Regions from separate parts of the Zea mays genome. Here all the other regions are linked to region 1. The links are chromatin contacts, called in public Hi-C and HiChIP or PLAC-seq maps. All regions are on one chromosome and are shown on one strand. Each heading gives the region's core, a stretch centred on a gene start, on an enhancer-like site or on the middle of the called end of the contact. The rest is flanking DNA. Distances are from core to core; before and after follow the strand shown.

Region 1 (5,036 bases), core at 1,618-4,117:
TTTTATTCAGCCCAAATGATTTGTATGCTGCAAACCTTCTCCAGGTGGACTATTACATGCAAAGCAAACCAAAACTCTCATCAAATTTAGTGAAGAGAAAGATGATACCCATTCCATGCTTAAGATTATTGGTATGAAACAAAACACAGTAGCTTAAGATTAGAAAAATAAGAGAACCAAGTTCCTAGCCCCTCCAGCAGTTGGATTTGGAAATTTACAGAGCGCTTGTGATTATGAATATTTGGGAATGTACCATTTTCATATTTCCAATCAATCAAAAAGCTCAGAAGTTTCAAGGCAGCTAGCTGTTCATGTTCAAACTCTAGCCCAGTGAGAGAGTAAGAAAGAGAGCTAAGGACAACAGAAATCTCAGGTATATAGCATAATCCAAGATCCTTTTGCACCAAGAATAAATGTTTTGATAACCCAAAAATTGTTGAATCAATTCCCAGAAATTTTTGATGAAATGAATATTGTGATAGGAGTGTTTCCATCAATGTCGCACTACTTGCTTGAGCATCATATGTAGGCTGTTAAACAAAAAAAGTCACCAGGATGTTATATATATGATATGAGGCACAACAATCATATAAGAACTTGAATTCAAGTAATTGCACGAAAACAAACATCGATTAATTGCACCTCATCAATGAGTAATAAAACAAGGGAGAAGTTCAATGTTAAGTCAACCTAATTAAGTAATAAAACATAGAAGTTCATATGTAAAACAAAGCTACGTATACAGTTAATGCATCACAGGAACACTTATACGATGGGGTACTTCTAAAGCAAAGAATCTGCTCATAACAATTACTGAATAGTCCACGCACCAAAGAAATGATGTAATAACACCATAATATCACACCATGCAGGAGTATACCACTGCAAATCTACAAAATTTCAGAAAATATTGCATGTAATTTTTAAAAATTGTACCCTTTTGTTTCATGGATCATGATAAATCAAGTGGGGAAGTATACTGATAGGTATTAGGTATATATGTCGACAGAATGCATCCAGTATAAACTAAGTAACAAACTCTGCCCAAATGGATAAGTCCATTAACTGGATTCCACGACATTATCAAATTTTCATCAAGTGATAAAGATTCCACTAATGACCATCCTCAATCCATTTAAAATGTTCTAGAGACCAGCAGATATCATCTCTATTAAGAGCATAAACAAATTTTCTAGTCTTATCTTAATAAGTAGAATAACCTAGTGTAGAGGCCATCCGAACATCTCATTGGTTAATTTGCAGCCATTAGTAACTCTAATATTTCATTGCACAAATTAAGCAAAAGGAAGACTGGTACCATTTGACCATGAGCTAACTTCCTCAGTAGCACGACATAAGCATCAACCAAACACTCTGCGGAACTAAGCCATAGCCGCACTTCCTGAAGAAAAGAAAGAATAAGTAATTAAAAAAACTCATATGAAGATAATTATTGCGAACAGCATACTGCAATGTAGCACATCTCCAGATATGACATATATAGTACGAGCATCTCAAACCTACAATTTTTCCCTACCTTTTTTGTTACAATGTGATCTATGAACCAATCCGGACTAGACAATAACAGTGGAATCACTGATGAAGTCATCACTTCCATGATGGAATGCACACCAAAACTGCTATCAGAATTAGTCCAAAACATCAACAACAAAAAAAACTCGACCTGCGGATAAGACCGCCCCCATAGCATTATATTAAAAAGAAGACTTTTCTCACGCAGGTCGAGAAAACCCTCGAACCTTTGTCTCACCCATACACAGCGGCACCGTAGCCCATATTAAAATGAATGCGACCGGATCCAGGTCTTAGATCTGTGCTTTGGTATGAGACAGAGGAGGGGATTTTTTTTAACCACGGCCTGAAATTCGCTCATATGGGAGTCAAACCCAAGACTTGAGGATCACTAGTCAGACCACCTAACCAACTCGACTAGAGGCCCTTTCACATTAGACCAAAACATCACAGTACACATTGGTGAGCTCCTATTTGCACAACAGCTCGCAGAATTGCTAACTACAGCATCACTGGGAGTAAGAAAGTATATAATCCTCGAGACCACACAAATACCTGATCGTCCCCGCGGCCGAAATGCAGCATGCTGTCTTGGAGCATCTTCAGAACCGGGATCGCGACACTAGCCTTCCCTGCTGCCACGGCTGCTGCGGCCAATGCACCGATCAAATCCCTGGCAAATGCGGCGTCCCCCTTCCTCACCACGGAGAACATCACGAACGGCCTCAGAAACTTGACCACCCAATCCACCCGGTCGGCAACCATCCCGGCTGCCTGCCGCATCAGCTCCGCTCGAGCGCCGTCAGCCCCCGACGCGAGCGCCTGGATGAAGGGGTGGTCGTGGGCCGGGAAGCGAGAGCCGGAGCGGAGGGCGCAGGTTGCGAGCGCGGAGACTGCCTTGACGAGGCAGGAGGCGAGCAGGGGGGACGGTGAGGCCGCGAGGGGCGCGATGAGGAGCGGGAGGGCGACATCCGAGGGGAGGAGATCGGGGCGGGTGGCGGTGAGACGGGCGATGGAGGCCGCAGCGTGCGCGGCGACTGCAGGGTGGGGCGAAGCGAGGAGGGCTGAGGTGGCGTCGTGGGCGGCCGCTGGGAGGGGCGCGGGGAGGGAGAGGAGGTGGCGGAAGACGGCCCCAACCGCATGGCGTTGCAGTGTGGGGTCCGGAACCCGGGTGCGGTCGACGAGGCGGGAGAGCGCCGCCGTGGTGGAGGAAGGCATAGCCATGGGCGGTGGCCGGAGACGGCACTGGCCACTTGGAAGAGAACGGAGCTGGGGGTGGTTTTTTTAGCGTTGGGCCTGTTTGGGAGTCCGTTTCATCCCAGCCCAACACCTCTAGCCTAAGGCTCCGTTGGCTTCTCTTTATTATAGTCTCTATGACATAAGATGGCTTCTCTTTATTATAGTCTCTATGACATAAGATGTTTAAAGCCCAGTTAAAAATATTAAATATAGTTTAATTATTATAAAACTATTTTATAAATGAAGACTAAACAATAAGAAGAATCATGCTATAGTAAATATTTGTTAATTATACAGTAATTATGTTTAATAAATTTGTCTTGTCATTAAGTCTTCAACTGTGTAATTAATTTTATATTTAGACTATGTTTAATACTCGTAGTAGCCATTAAAATATCTGATGTGATATGTATTAAACTTTAGTGTAGGGAATCAAACACCCCTAAGAGTAATGCATCAGGTTTGGATGTAAATGGATTTAATATAGACAGGTATTATTGAAATCATATTTATTTTCATTTTTTATTCGGATTCAAAATCAAATACGAATAGCTTCGAATACGAATACAAATACAAATGTTCTCAACTGCAAATATGGATAGTCGCGTGTCGGACGGATACCATCGGTAACGAATTTTTTTGTCGGATACCGTGTAGGACATCATTCCACACATATCACGGTTGTTGTGATCACCTAGCCACACAGTTGTTGTAATCATTTAACCACACCTTGAGTCCAAACATTTTTTTTAAGATTATATGTGTACATATCTTGCGTCTCCGTAAAAAAATATAAATTTCTGAGGCAATTTGTGCATTATTAATTTCTTTATGTTCGTCTAGAGGAGGGTGAATAAGCGAAACCTGAATATTATCATTTTTGAACACGAACTTTAACCGAAGTTAGCGTTAGAACAAGTAATAATGAAATCGGTGTGCGAAAGATAGTTCTTCTTACCATGAGTTGCTCAATTAATGCGGATAACGTTTGGGAGCTAACTCGAAACGATAAGTAAGAGAACGTAGAGAGAAAAAGGGGAGAGGAAGAATCAAATCGTAATGCAAGATTAACACAAAGACACGGGTGATTTGTTTCTCGAGGTTCGGTTCTAAAGAACCTACTCTCGTTGAGGAGGCCACATAGGTCGGGTCTTTTTTAACCCTTTAACTCTCTCAAGCGATAACTTAGAGTCTTAGACCGGTTGATTGTTTCTCCTTAATCTCGAGGGTCACTAAGACCCCATAAGGATCAACACACAATTAGGTGTCCCTTGCTAGCTTTACAAGTCACTAAGAGTTTAGAAGGAGAGGAAGAAAGCATGATCAACAAAGTCAAGCAACAAGAACAACAAGAAAAACACAATATCACACTCTCTCTAAACTTTCCAAGGCACTAATCAATAATGATCACTAGTCATGATTATGGCACTTGGAGGAGCTTGGGAGCTTTGAATGTGTCTTGGAGTGATGTGCTTGCTCTTGTATTGAATGTGAATGAATGGAATGCTTGGATGGATTGAATGGAGGGGGTGGGATTAAATTTATAACCACCAAGCACTTCCCAGTCGTTGCCCACTTTCTACCAACCGCGGACGGTCTACGCTCCTGGCCTGGACGGACTGCCCCTGCACATCAATGGTAGAAATTGCAACGGTTAGCAATAACGACCATAACAACGGCTATAGGTGCATTAAATGTGTCGTGAGATATCAGATAAAGCAGTCGCGGACGTGCACCTCGGACGGCCCGCGACGACGCTAAAAATGAATTTTACTGAACCCGGCATCTTTGGGTTTTTCAGGTTTTCAATCGGCGTACCATCCACGTCTGAGGGCCAGACGGTCCGTGCTTGGTCTCGGACGGTGCTCTTCTCTCATTCGGACAGTCCATAGTAGAAATGTGGTTTCAACATAGTTCCTATCCATGATGTATCGAGGTGTCGCGGATGGTCCGTCGGAAGGGACCTAACGGTCCACGCACAGGTGATTTCTCCAAAAAGCTCTCCTGGATGCCCTCGACATCAAAGAAACATCATTTGTGCTTTAAAAGGTGATCTATTGTTTTTGAATTCTTTATATTCCAACTTTTTAGCAACAATATGGTGGAAAAAGGTGCCTTACAACCGTAACCTGTGTTTGGACAGCTCTCTCATGAATTTTGGCTAAATATTACATTGTCTTTATTTTAGTTTGAGAAACGATGTCGCATAATGATGTGATGTTTTACTTGAGAGGACATAAACATTGTCTAGGTATGGCTTGAAT
Region 2 (5,036 bases), core at 1,460-3,959, 200 kb after region 1:
CTTGGACCTGCAAGTTATGAAGCACTCAGTTTGGTGCATTTTTCTTTTACAACAATCGTATATTCATAGGACTAGTATACAGGATAATATATCCCATGAGTGTCCTTAGCCATGCAACAATACTTAAACAAGTAAGAAGAAAAGCAATGGTAGAGAAGGTTCGCATGTTAATGAGATCTAACATGAGGAAGCAACCTAATCATCTTATTTGTGTATGACTGCATCCATGTTCTAAGCTAAGCCCCTAAAATACAAACAGATAAATATGCAGTTACATACTGAGAGAGAGAAACCAGTAAATATGATTAATTTGCATCTAGCAAGTCAACTTCAAAAAAATAACTCTAATAAGTACAGCATGAAAAATCTGTTGAACAACAAAGACCAACAGTGGGTGAGCACATCCAGGTCTATGTACTACCAAAAATGAACAAGAGACTGAGAACATCTACCAAAATAGCAAATCAAACATATATGAACTATCTTGTTTTATCCTATGTGCTGCTACAATCAATAAATGATGATATAACATTTTGTGGCAAGCCGGCAATAAACATGAAACGTTGTAAATCCTCCATTTGAATGGAAAACATTATCTATAAAATATGGTATGAATAAAAACAGTAAGTCAGTAACATGAAATAGGTCTATAAAATGTGGTCACTCAGAAGTGCATAAATGTTTGCTACTGCATTACAGAGTCTTTTCCACCACATATGGAGCAAAGACTAGCAAACTAAAGAAGGGAGAGTCACATGTAACCTACCTCTCTGAGCATGTTCTCAAGGTGCCTGAGTTTTCCATCAGTGCTACCATTATAGTTACCAATTGTTAACTTCAACTCATCAACAGAGTTTTCTAGTTGGTGTGTTCTGCCCTCCATCTGTGAAAGCCTTGAGCTTACACCTTCCAGTGCATGCAAAAGGTTATCAGAGTACTTCTTCATGGTTCGATCAATATCTGCGATAGTAACTGTAGGGAAGTTACTCCTGTCTTCCTCATGACTAACTTTCTTCAGCACATGTGGCTCCAATATACCAGCACTCTATTCAGAACAAGGAAGATTGTAAGTATATAATAAAGGAGATGCTATTGATGTGATGATGTCATCACTTTGAAGTTTTGAACCCTCAATGATGAACAGTTAAGTTGGTCTTTCAAAGAAACACAGTGCACACACATGCTTCAATTATATAAATAGATCCTCACTTTACAAGCCAACAAACCTGAAACGGATGTCTGTTTTGCACATATCAATAGATAGCTGATACTCACAAAGTTAAATCACAGTAGTAACTAATTAAGCATTATACAATGCAATCAAACTTGGCTGACAGAGGGGTGAAGAGTATAGCTAACTATGTAAATGAACTTGGCTGAAAAAAGAGTGAAGAGTATAGGTAACTTGTTAGATGGGAGAAAAGGTGAAACATATACAGCTCGGGTAGGCTCAGTTCAAATAGGGAACAGTGGGTGATGCTATCAGCTGTCCGTGTACAATATCTTATAGTGGTCTATCCACAAAAATGTGTAGTTTCTGGCAGAAACAAACTCTGAGCACAATTTGGCAGCGCTGATTTACCAGACAATCAATATAAGAACATTTGAATTCCCATATGGGTCTGTAGATTCTTTATCTAACAGGCTAGCACAGAGTCATCGACACATTAGTGTGTAGCAAAAGATAAACATTCTAGTGGCCTACTCCGGACATTAAAGTGGTCCTAGTGGCTGTGGAAACACCTGTGTCTTTGATGGGGCTACTCTGAACATCTCTAGGAGTATCCAAGACAAACAGTCTCTTGCAACCTAGGTTACCACCTATGGTTGGTGGTTTTTTGTACAGGTCTATTTTGCCCTTTTATCTTCTTAATTTAGTTATGCGCAGTACTCCTGGACATTCGAGGAAAAAAAGATAAACATTCAAACAATACTTCACAAGAGTCTTTTGGTGTGGGCTGCATGCAATAAAGCTTATCAGTTGACTATGCTCATTCAATTGAAACCAGCTACAAAAAATGGCCCGTCTTCTCTGCCCATCCATCCCATTTCGATTACGAACACATCAACATATGGGAGAAAACAGTAACTAACTGAAATTTGCAAATCTCAACAGTGATTACGAGTTAAAAGTTCTCTGACTAAACTAGTCGCATGATGAAGTGATGACCTACAAGGATAAAAAAAAAAGTTCGGAGACGCATTCGACTCAGAAAATAGGCAGAGGCGCAGAGCACTACGAGATTGGGACTCGGCAGATCTAGCGGGAGTACCACCACAGGGTGGAAGGTCATACCTTGAGGTTGTATGAGGCGGCGGCGGAGGCAGAGGCAGAGGCGGAGGGTGCCTTGGAGTCGAGCGATCCCCACGAGGCCTGAGACACGGGGGCGGCGGCGGTGGCGCCGCCGGTGCGGATCGGCTGGAAATCGTAGCTGGGTAGCATGTCGTCTGATGTGCCGTTGACGCTGCTACTGCTACGCCGGCGACGGAGACGGTCCTCGCCGTCCTCCTGGGGGATCGGGATCATCAGATCGCTGAGATCCACACCCCCACCGCCCCCCGCGCCGCCGCCGGACGGGGAGGCGGAGGCGGCGAGGCCGAGGATCTGCTTGTCCATGAACTGCGACGCGTTCATCTCCTCGCCGTGTCGGTTGGTGGAGATGTTGGTGCGGATGGAGCTGGAGATGGTGGTGAGGTGAGGAGGGGAAGGGAGCGGAAGAGTAATCCGGATGGGGACAAGCAAGCGAGGCGAGACGGGACGGGACGGCGAGTCGGTTCGCGTTGCTCCGGGCCTCCAGCTCTGCAATTCGCATATTGCTTGGGCCTAGTTTGGGCTAACACCTGGGCTCTCATTTTTACTGGTCCAGACTTTACCAGGTCGGGTTCCCCTTCTCCTGCCTCTATCCATTCTTTTCTTTTCTTGTTGTTTTGCTAGGTAATGGAGAAAAGTTCTCGCTTCTCCCTTTTTTCAGTGCAAGAAAAATAATTACAAATGATTGCCTCATATCTATGTACATTTGGGTCGGTCCGAAGCACGAAAAAAAAAACACAGCCCAGACACAGCATGACCCGAAATATTTTAGGTCGAGGTCGCGGCCCATGGGTGGGCACGAGCACGGCCCATTTAAGGCAGGCACGAAATAACTCATATAAAGACACGAAAAGGCTCATATATTTATTAAAACCACACTTCATTTCACACTTTCTTGTATTTGATAAAGAACACAAATCTAGAGATAATGCTAGCTAGATGTTTTTTGTAGCTTTGAATTAGAGTATGTGATGTAATTTTACTTTTGTTATGAACATTAGATAATAAACTGAACTTACGAATTTTGTATAGAGCTGATTATACTCGTTTTCCTTCTAATAAAATGATTTGTAAACGAGGTAGTCATTACATAGCTCTGGTAACTTTAATACAAATGTTAAGTTTGCTTTTGTTCAAATTTATTTGTCTTATCTTTTATTTGTTTTATTAAATTTGTTTTGAATTTAGGGCTCTGATGTGAATTCCGGACCCTGACGTGAATTTCGGGCAAAAAACTGAATTTCGGACCAGAAATTGAATTTCGTGCCGCCCGAAATGAGCCCGGCACGTTTAAGCAATTACGTGTCGGGCCGAGGGCTAGGTCTGTGGGCCGGCCCAGATCGACCCGAAATTCAAACAATACAGGCTTTTTCGGGCTTGGATCGGGCCGGGCTGGACGGCCCGAATGTACACTTATATATCTCACTATACTTTCACCATTTTATGGCGAAAAACAAATCATAATAAAAAGGAGTTTAACATTATTGAGCAAAATTAAGATAGAAGCTACGGAGGAGAGGGAGTAGATTGTTTGAAATATATGGTGGATATTTGAAATATATGCAAGTTATTTCAAGTTTTGTTTTCGCTAATTTTGAGACTACAATTTTGATGTGCGGTTTTGACACCTAATTTGCAGCCTTTTAAGATTTACACCCCTACACAATGACATTGTGAATTATTGACATGCAGGTTAATCTTGATAGGCTTGCGAATTGGATGTTAATTTTCAATTTTTCTCATTTGCCAGTGTTGCTACTTCGCGCTAGGAACCAGAAGTTTCAGGAATTCCTCCTGTTTTGCCATCTTATATCCGCAGAAGTTTTGATGCTAACGCATATACGGGTACTACCCTCTACACCACGTATATATATTAAGACTAGTTTGGAAAGAGAATTAGAAAAGAAATTAGTTTATTTCCACGTCAATTTCTTTCAATTCCCAAAAGAATTTGAGTTCCAAACTAATCCTAATAGTTTGTTTGGCAAGGACACGAGAGGGATTTGAGAGACTAAAATTCTTTGATGTTAATTTTAAATAGCAAAGGATTTTATCCCCTCATTTGCTCCCAAAAGAGTGTTCACGCAGAGTGCTCGAATAGGAGTAATCAGAAAACTAGAAGGAAAGCACTCATTAATTCACACAATAGAAATAATTCTTAAAAAACGAAGAGCAGACAAACAAAAGTAAACTGATAGAGCTGTAAAACTTGGTAAGCTCTAAACATTAGATTATTGCGTCCTGAGCAGGCCAGCAGGGAGCAGAGTCATCGGCCCGTCCGGCTCAGTAGACGTACTGGACGCGACACAGCTTCGACGACGACCCCGACCACGGCACGTCGACGGTGACCACGCCGTCCTTGTACGTGAACTCGGCCTCGTCGCCGTTCACCTTGCAGAGCCTGGGCGTCGCCGACGAGTACGCCACCAGCTCCCCTGCGCCCTTCACGAACACCTCTGCCGTGACGCCGCTAGCATCTTTCTTGGCCTCGAACGCCTGCACGGCGCCGGCGGTGTTGAGCATGTTGGCGAGTCCGATGGGCGCGAACTTGATGGCCCGCTCGTGCGAGATGACGCGCACGGGGGCGACGACGAAGAGCTCGTAGGTGAAGGGCTGCAGCGTGAGGTCGACGCCCTCGTCGGGGCGCAGCAGCTGCAGCGTCCTGGCCTCGACCGCGTACACGGCGAACTGGGAGACGCCCTTGACGCTGACGCCTGGTCCCGCT
Region 3 (5,036 bases), core at 1,438-3,937, 130 kb after region 1:
CTCGCGGATGGCGCCGTCGGGGTTGTTCGGCGAGCACACCAGCTCGATGTAGGTGTCGCCCCTGAACGAGCTGGCGTCGCCGGCCCAGCGGAAGAGCCCCGACCGGAGGAAATCCGTGACGGCAGGGTAGGACTGCAACGCAACGGTGCACAGCGCACAGATCAGATCAGAGGTCAGGTCAGTGCATTGACTCGCTACCGGCCGGACACCTTTTGTTTTGTTATGACATCCCTTGTTATTATTATTATTATTATTATCAGAGGCACATGAACATACTAATATTTCGGAAATCGCATATACATATATAGGCGCCGTCGTGCCGGTGCACAGTCCGGCAGGTGGCGATTCCTGCCGGCGCCGGCCGTGCACATGGAGCAGTGGAGCTCAGTTTTGAAGGACACGCCTGCCGCCTAACATGCACAAGCATAATGCTGACCTAACGTCGTCCTAACCACAAGTACATACCGAGATTCTAGAAGGGGAGCTGCTAATGATGGATGGATCATTGTTTAAAGAGACATGTCGGCTACCCACAAATCAGATCGCCGATCGCAGCGCAGTAATTGCCGGCCCTACGGCGGCGAGAGAAGAGATCGATGACCATCCCTCTCGGGGCCGGGGGCCGGACGAGCACAGTAATGTCAGTCAGGACTCACTCAGGAGTAGTGTCTGGGACAAGGGGGAGGAAACAAAGATGAGTGGCGCCATCGGTGTCCCCCTCATCTCCTCATCATTGCCACGCGACCATACCATGCATCAGCAAACCCACGCGCCACAGCGTGCGACAGAGGCCGCTGGTCTGGACTCTGGACCACGCACGCGCGGGCCTCCGCTCATGGGACTGGGTGGGAAAAAACTTACCGAGTAGTAGGGCGCCGTGGACACCACGCTCATGGGCGCAGCGCCGGCGCCGGCTCCCGCGGGCGGCGACAGCGCGTACAGCGCGGCCATGAAGAGCTGCGTGGAGCCGGTGCCGACGACGACGTGGTACCCGTCCACGGCGGCGTTGCCGACCAGCCGGTGCACCCGCCGCACCTCCTGGTCCAGGCCCGGCTCCAGGAACCAGCACACGTTGCCCACGTCGGAGAAGTAGCTCATGGTCTGCCACCCCGGGATGACGATCTCGGCGGCGGCCCCCGTCCCCCGCCAGAACTCCTCGAACATGGTTGGGTCGCCGCTGCACCCGACAAGCCGAATGTCAAAAGCCATACTATAGTATATCAGTGGTGACTCTGATACTACAATTGAAACGAAGCATCAAGGTGCATGAATCGCCAGCAAACATGATCCGCGCGCCGGAGTTCATTCTCCATTGACACCAATAACATTGCACAGGGACATGCATGCGCCCGGCCCCACCCGTGGGGTGGGGGTCCTGGGTCCTCGTGGGGCGAGAACACCGAACACCTCCCATTTGCAAGGCGCAGCCGCGGATTGCAAATACAGTAGGGGGTGGAGACTCGAGCGTTGTATTAAATTAACAGGATGTTGGATCCCATTTGGAATGAGATGGATAGTGATTAGTGAAGCAGAAGCACTGACCTGGGGAACAAACGAGCTGGCATGCAAACGCGCGCGGCAGCAAGAAAAGCAGGAAAGCTTTGAACTGAGTACTGAGTACTCACTGATCGAGATTGATCACCGAGTCCGGCGTCACCGCCGGCTTGCCCGTCGACGGCGCCCCGGCCTTGGGCACGGACAGCGGATCCTCCTGCCTCCCCCTTCTGTCGCGGCTGGCGCCAGCATCTAGATGCATCGGGCAGGCCTGATGCCCCTGGCGGTGGTGGTGGTGCGACGGAGCCGTGCTACTGACGTAGTGCTGGACGAGGAGGCCTACGTTGAGGACGACGGAGGCGAAGACGGCGGCCTTCAGGTTCCAGATCGGCGCCCGCCTGCTGGGCTTCCCGGCCTGGGCTTTCCCGCGCGGCCTGTTGGTGGTGGTGGTGGGCCGGAGTGCGGCAAGGTCAGGGCCAGCGCCCCCGCCGTTGGCCGTTTCCTCCCGACGACTCTGCGCCTGCGCGGGCCCGGCCGCAGCGCCGGCGCCTTTGGGGGTGAGGAGGCGCGCGGACGGCGCCATGGCACCGGTGCCTTGGAAGCCGCCGCCGGCCTCCACCGACGTGCCAAGGTGTAATGCCGCCGAAGGCATGCCTAGAGAAAGAGTGAGAGAGAGAGAGAGATCGCGCGCTTGCTGCCAAGGTCTACAGCCTGCTGGCTCGGAACTCGGCTTGTTGGCCGCTAGCTAGCTCCCAGCTTGTTGGGGGAAGCAAACGGAAGAAAAGGAGGGGAAAAAAGGCTCTTTTGCAAAAAGAAAAAAAAAGGTGGAAATCCTTCTTGCCAAAGGAGGAGGAGGCTGGCCGCCGGTTGCGAGCTCGATCGAGCGGCGGACGACCGCGAGCGAGGCTGCTGGGAGCGGGCTGAAGACGGCTCCCCCTCTTGGAGCTTTGCTTCCCCTCTGATTCCACTGTTTCTTCTTGTGCTGCTTCCCCACACTCTCCTGCCACAGGCCTGAAGGTTCAGGCACAAGTGCGCTGCGAGAGCCTTTGCTGGAAACCGGCGGCAGTAACTGAGCTTAAGACTGTATCAGCTGAACAGCAGCAGTGGGCACCGACAGGAAGAGCAGACAGGAGGGGAGAGAGAAGGGTGTTAGCACTTAGCAACGCTGCAAACAAGGGAGAAGCTCTCAAAGCTAAGCTTTAGTGCTGCAGCAGGGATCAGCTAGGAGAAGGGGAGGGCAGTGAAGTGATGCGCTTTTTATAGGGTCGAGGTCGACCCACCATGGATCTCCCGGACGCAATATATTCTTTCTGCCCTTCGCATGATCGGATCAAGTCACCCACTACTACGCCGCTAGTGCTAGGCACGCAGCACGAGTCGCACGACTACTGTCTACAGCACTGTGGAGTGTGGACAACCGAAAGCAGACAGGAACCAAGAAAGGTGATCTCCAGCTTGCCACATTCCTGTCCGCTGAGCGCCCATCGGCTCAGCCGGCTCACGGATAGTTAAGCCGCGCGCAAGAAACACTGACCGGTTCTCTCATAGGTTTAGCCCACATGCTCATTTCTTTTAGTTAAAAGGCACACGGGATTCAAGCCCTCTCCGCGATTCAGGGCTCTTCAACCGTTGCACGTTTGACGCGTGGGCACAAACACTGCTCGTGAGCAATCCAGCGCGTCGCATCCGCCGTGGCCACAAACACTGCTCATGAGCAATCCAGCGCGTCGCATCCGCCTCAACGCCGCGTACCGCGACATGGACGGCTCGGACCTGGGCCTCTGCGACACGGCCTCCCACGGCGACGCGCCGGCGTCCGCGCCTGAGGACCGCCGTCGTGCCTGCGGGAGAGGAGCTGGCTTCGTCCACGCCTGCCCCGGGAGTCGTGTCGCGACCTGGGCGGCTCCGACCGGGTCTTCCACGAACGGCGCGGCGACCGGATCTGCGACGGAGCGGCACGGGCCAAGGACGGCGGGGGCTTGCGGCCGGCGCTTCGCCGTTAGCCAGGTGAGTGCGCCGCCTCGCCTTCTCCAAAAGCGCACGCACCGGGTACAGCTCGTTGGATACTGTAGATCTACGATTTTCAAAAATCGCCGTTAGCGAGACCATTGCGCCCCTGTAAATCTCCTGTCGAGGTCGTCACGCGTCGCTGTGCTCCGGTGCATCTGCCCATGACGTTAGGTGAGGGGAGCCCCTTCGCTGTTCTTCCGTCCCGTCGCCTGTGCTTTATCAACAGCGCAGCCTCACTGTTCTCGTGTCCTTCACCATAGCGCCCATCCCGCAGCTTTCTGCTACATATATGGAGCCCCTACGCTGGTGTATTTCTCTTTCCGTCGGCCTGGTACCCGGCGGAAGCGCCTTTCTCCTCCTCGACTCCGTCGTTCTCATCGTCCGTTCCTTTCTTCTGATGCTAATTTCTTTTCTGTTGGTTCTTGGTCGTCTCTTCATTGCATCATATGTGTTAGCTCATAGGAACTGTTGTTCTTGTAGATCTGCTACGTACCAGCAGGGCAGACACGCGCAGGTCCTCAGGCTCTCCTCTCGGTCTCTTCTGCAGCTATTCGAGGTGAGCGACTCCTTCCACCATCCCTCTCTTGGTTATGTTCATTTGGTGTCCGTGGATACACTGTCTGCATTTTTAGATGGTTGTTGATTAGATGTCCTTATGTCCACCATCCCTCTTCTGCAGCGTTGATTAGATGTCCTTATGTCCCACATTAGTTTCTTGGAACTCTACTTTTTGCTGCACAAACAGAGTGGTGTCTTGATTCATTTTGTCCTGCACGTTTTACAGCTACTTTCTCTTCTATTTGCATGCGTGGATAATTGTTTCCCATTTTTCTTGATACAAACATGGATACAGGCATACACTCCTCTCTTTGTTATTATGTTGATTTGGTGTCCATGGATAGGCTGTCTGCATTTTTTCAGGTTAGGTGTGGTCATGTGGCACTTCCTTAGATGTTACTATGTCCCGCAATAGTTTCTTGGAACTATACCTTTTTGGGGAGAAACAGACTGGTGTCGTGATTCGTTTTGCCCTACACATTTTACAGCTACAATACAGTGACTGTGTTAGCTCAATGACAAGACGTTTTAATATAAGATGGCATCTTGACAACTCATTTTTACTTGCAATCTACAATGAATTAGCTCAGATTCAATGCCATTAGCCAGTGACTGTATGGTCGAACAAAAGGAATAAGTGAAAAAAAAAATATAAGGTAGCAAACCTAATATGCATTTGACTCTAGCTGAAACAGACTATAAATAAAGCAGCAGAAAATATAATGCTCTAAAGTACAGTTAATGGTTGCGTTATGTATTATTTAGAAATGAACTCCACAATAAAACACACCAAATTAAGTTTTGCAACAGTTAATGTTTGATGTAATAAAGTAGGATTCTTACAAATAAAAGTGGGATGGATATAAATAGAACACACACGCAAATTTCTGTAAACATCATCAGGTATCGAACAGATCAGCAAGACACCAACAACAGCATATGTGACAAATAAAACCACGAGACATGCCATACTA

The links. Hi-C and Micro-C count contacts between places; a contact is called where the count stands out from the background. HiChIP or PLAC-seq counts read pairs in DNA pulled down with a chosen protein or histone mark.
Region 2: a contact with region 1 is called in an H3K4me3 HiChIP or PLAC-seq map of leaf, with 3 times the contacts expected there. The contact joins the promoter of LOC100272723 here to the promoter of LOC103649701 in region 1. A contact is called at or near these places in 3 of 25 Hi-C or Micro-C datasets (ear, leaf and root tip) and 1 of 3 datasets of contacts at active chromatin or transcription factors (leaf).
Region 3: a Hi-C map of leaf shows a contact between it and region 1, with 2.1 times the contacts expected there. The contact joins the promoter of LOC103649700 here to the promoter of LOC103649701 in region 1. A contact is called at or near these places in 4 of 25 Hi-C or Micro-C datasets (ear, leaf and tassel).

Annotation. Positions count from the first base shown.
Region 1 is chr3:12,720,862-12,725,897 of Zm-B73-REFERENCE-NAM-5.0, reverse strand. It overlaps LOC103649701 (protein RST1), which reads right to left and starts at 2,867. Exons shown (of 24, transcript XM_008675433.2): 1 at 2,089-2,867; 2 at 1,319-1,402; 3 at 254-530. The coding sequence starts at 2,757.
Region 2 is chr3:12,519,826-12,524,861 of Zm-B73-REFERENCE-NAM-5.0, reverse strand. LOC100272723 reads right to left here and starts at 2,709. Exons shown (of 3, transcript NM_001147176.1): 1 at 2,297-2,709; 2 at 767-1,045; 3 at 1-7. The coding sequence starts at 2,635. It overlaps LOC100281190, which reads right to left. Exons shown (of 2, transcript NM_001367876.1): 2 at 4,449-5,036. The coding sequence ends at 4,595.
Region 3 is chr3:12,589,328-12,594,363 of Zm-B73-REFERENCE-NAM-5.0, reverse strand. It overlaps LOC103649700 (tryptophan aminotransferase-related protein 2-like), which reads right to left and starts at 2,687. Exons shown (of 5, transcript NM_001329389.1): 1 at 1,626-2,687; 2 at 862-1,177; 3 at 1-132. The coding sequence starts at 2,146. LOC118476783 reads left to right here and starts at 4,022. Exons shown (of 7, transcript XM_035966556.1): 1 at 4,022-4,060.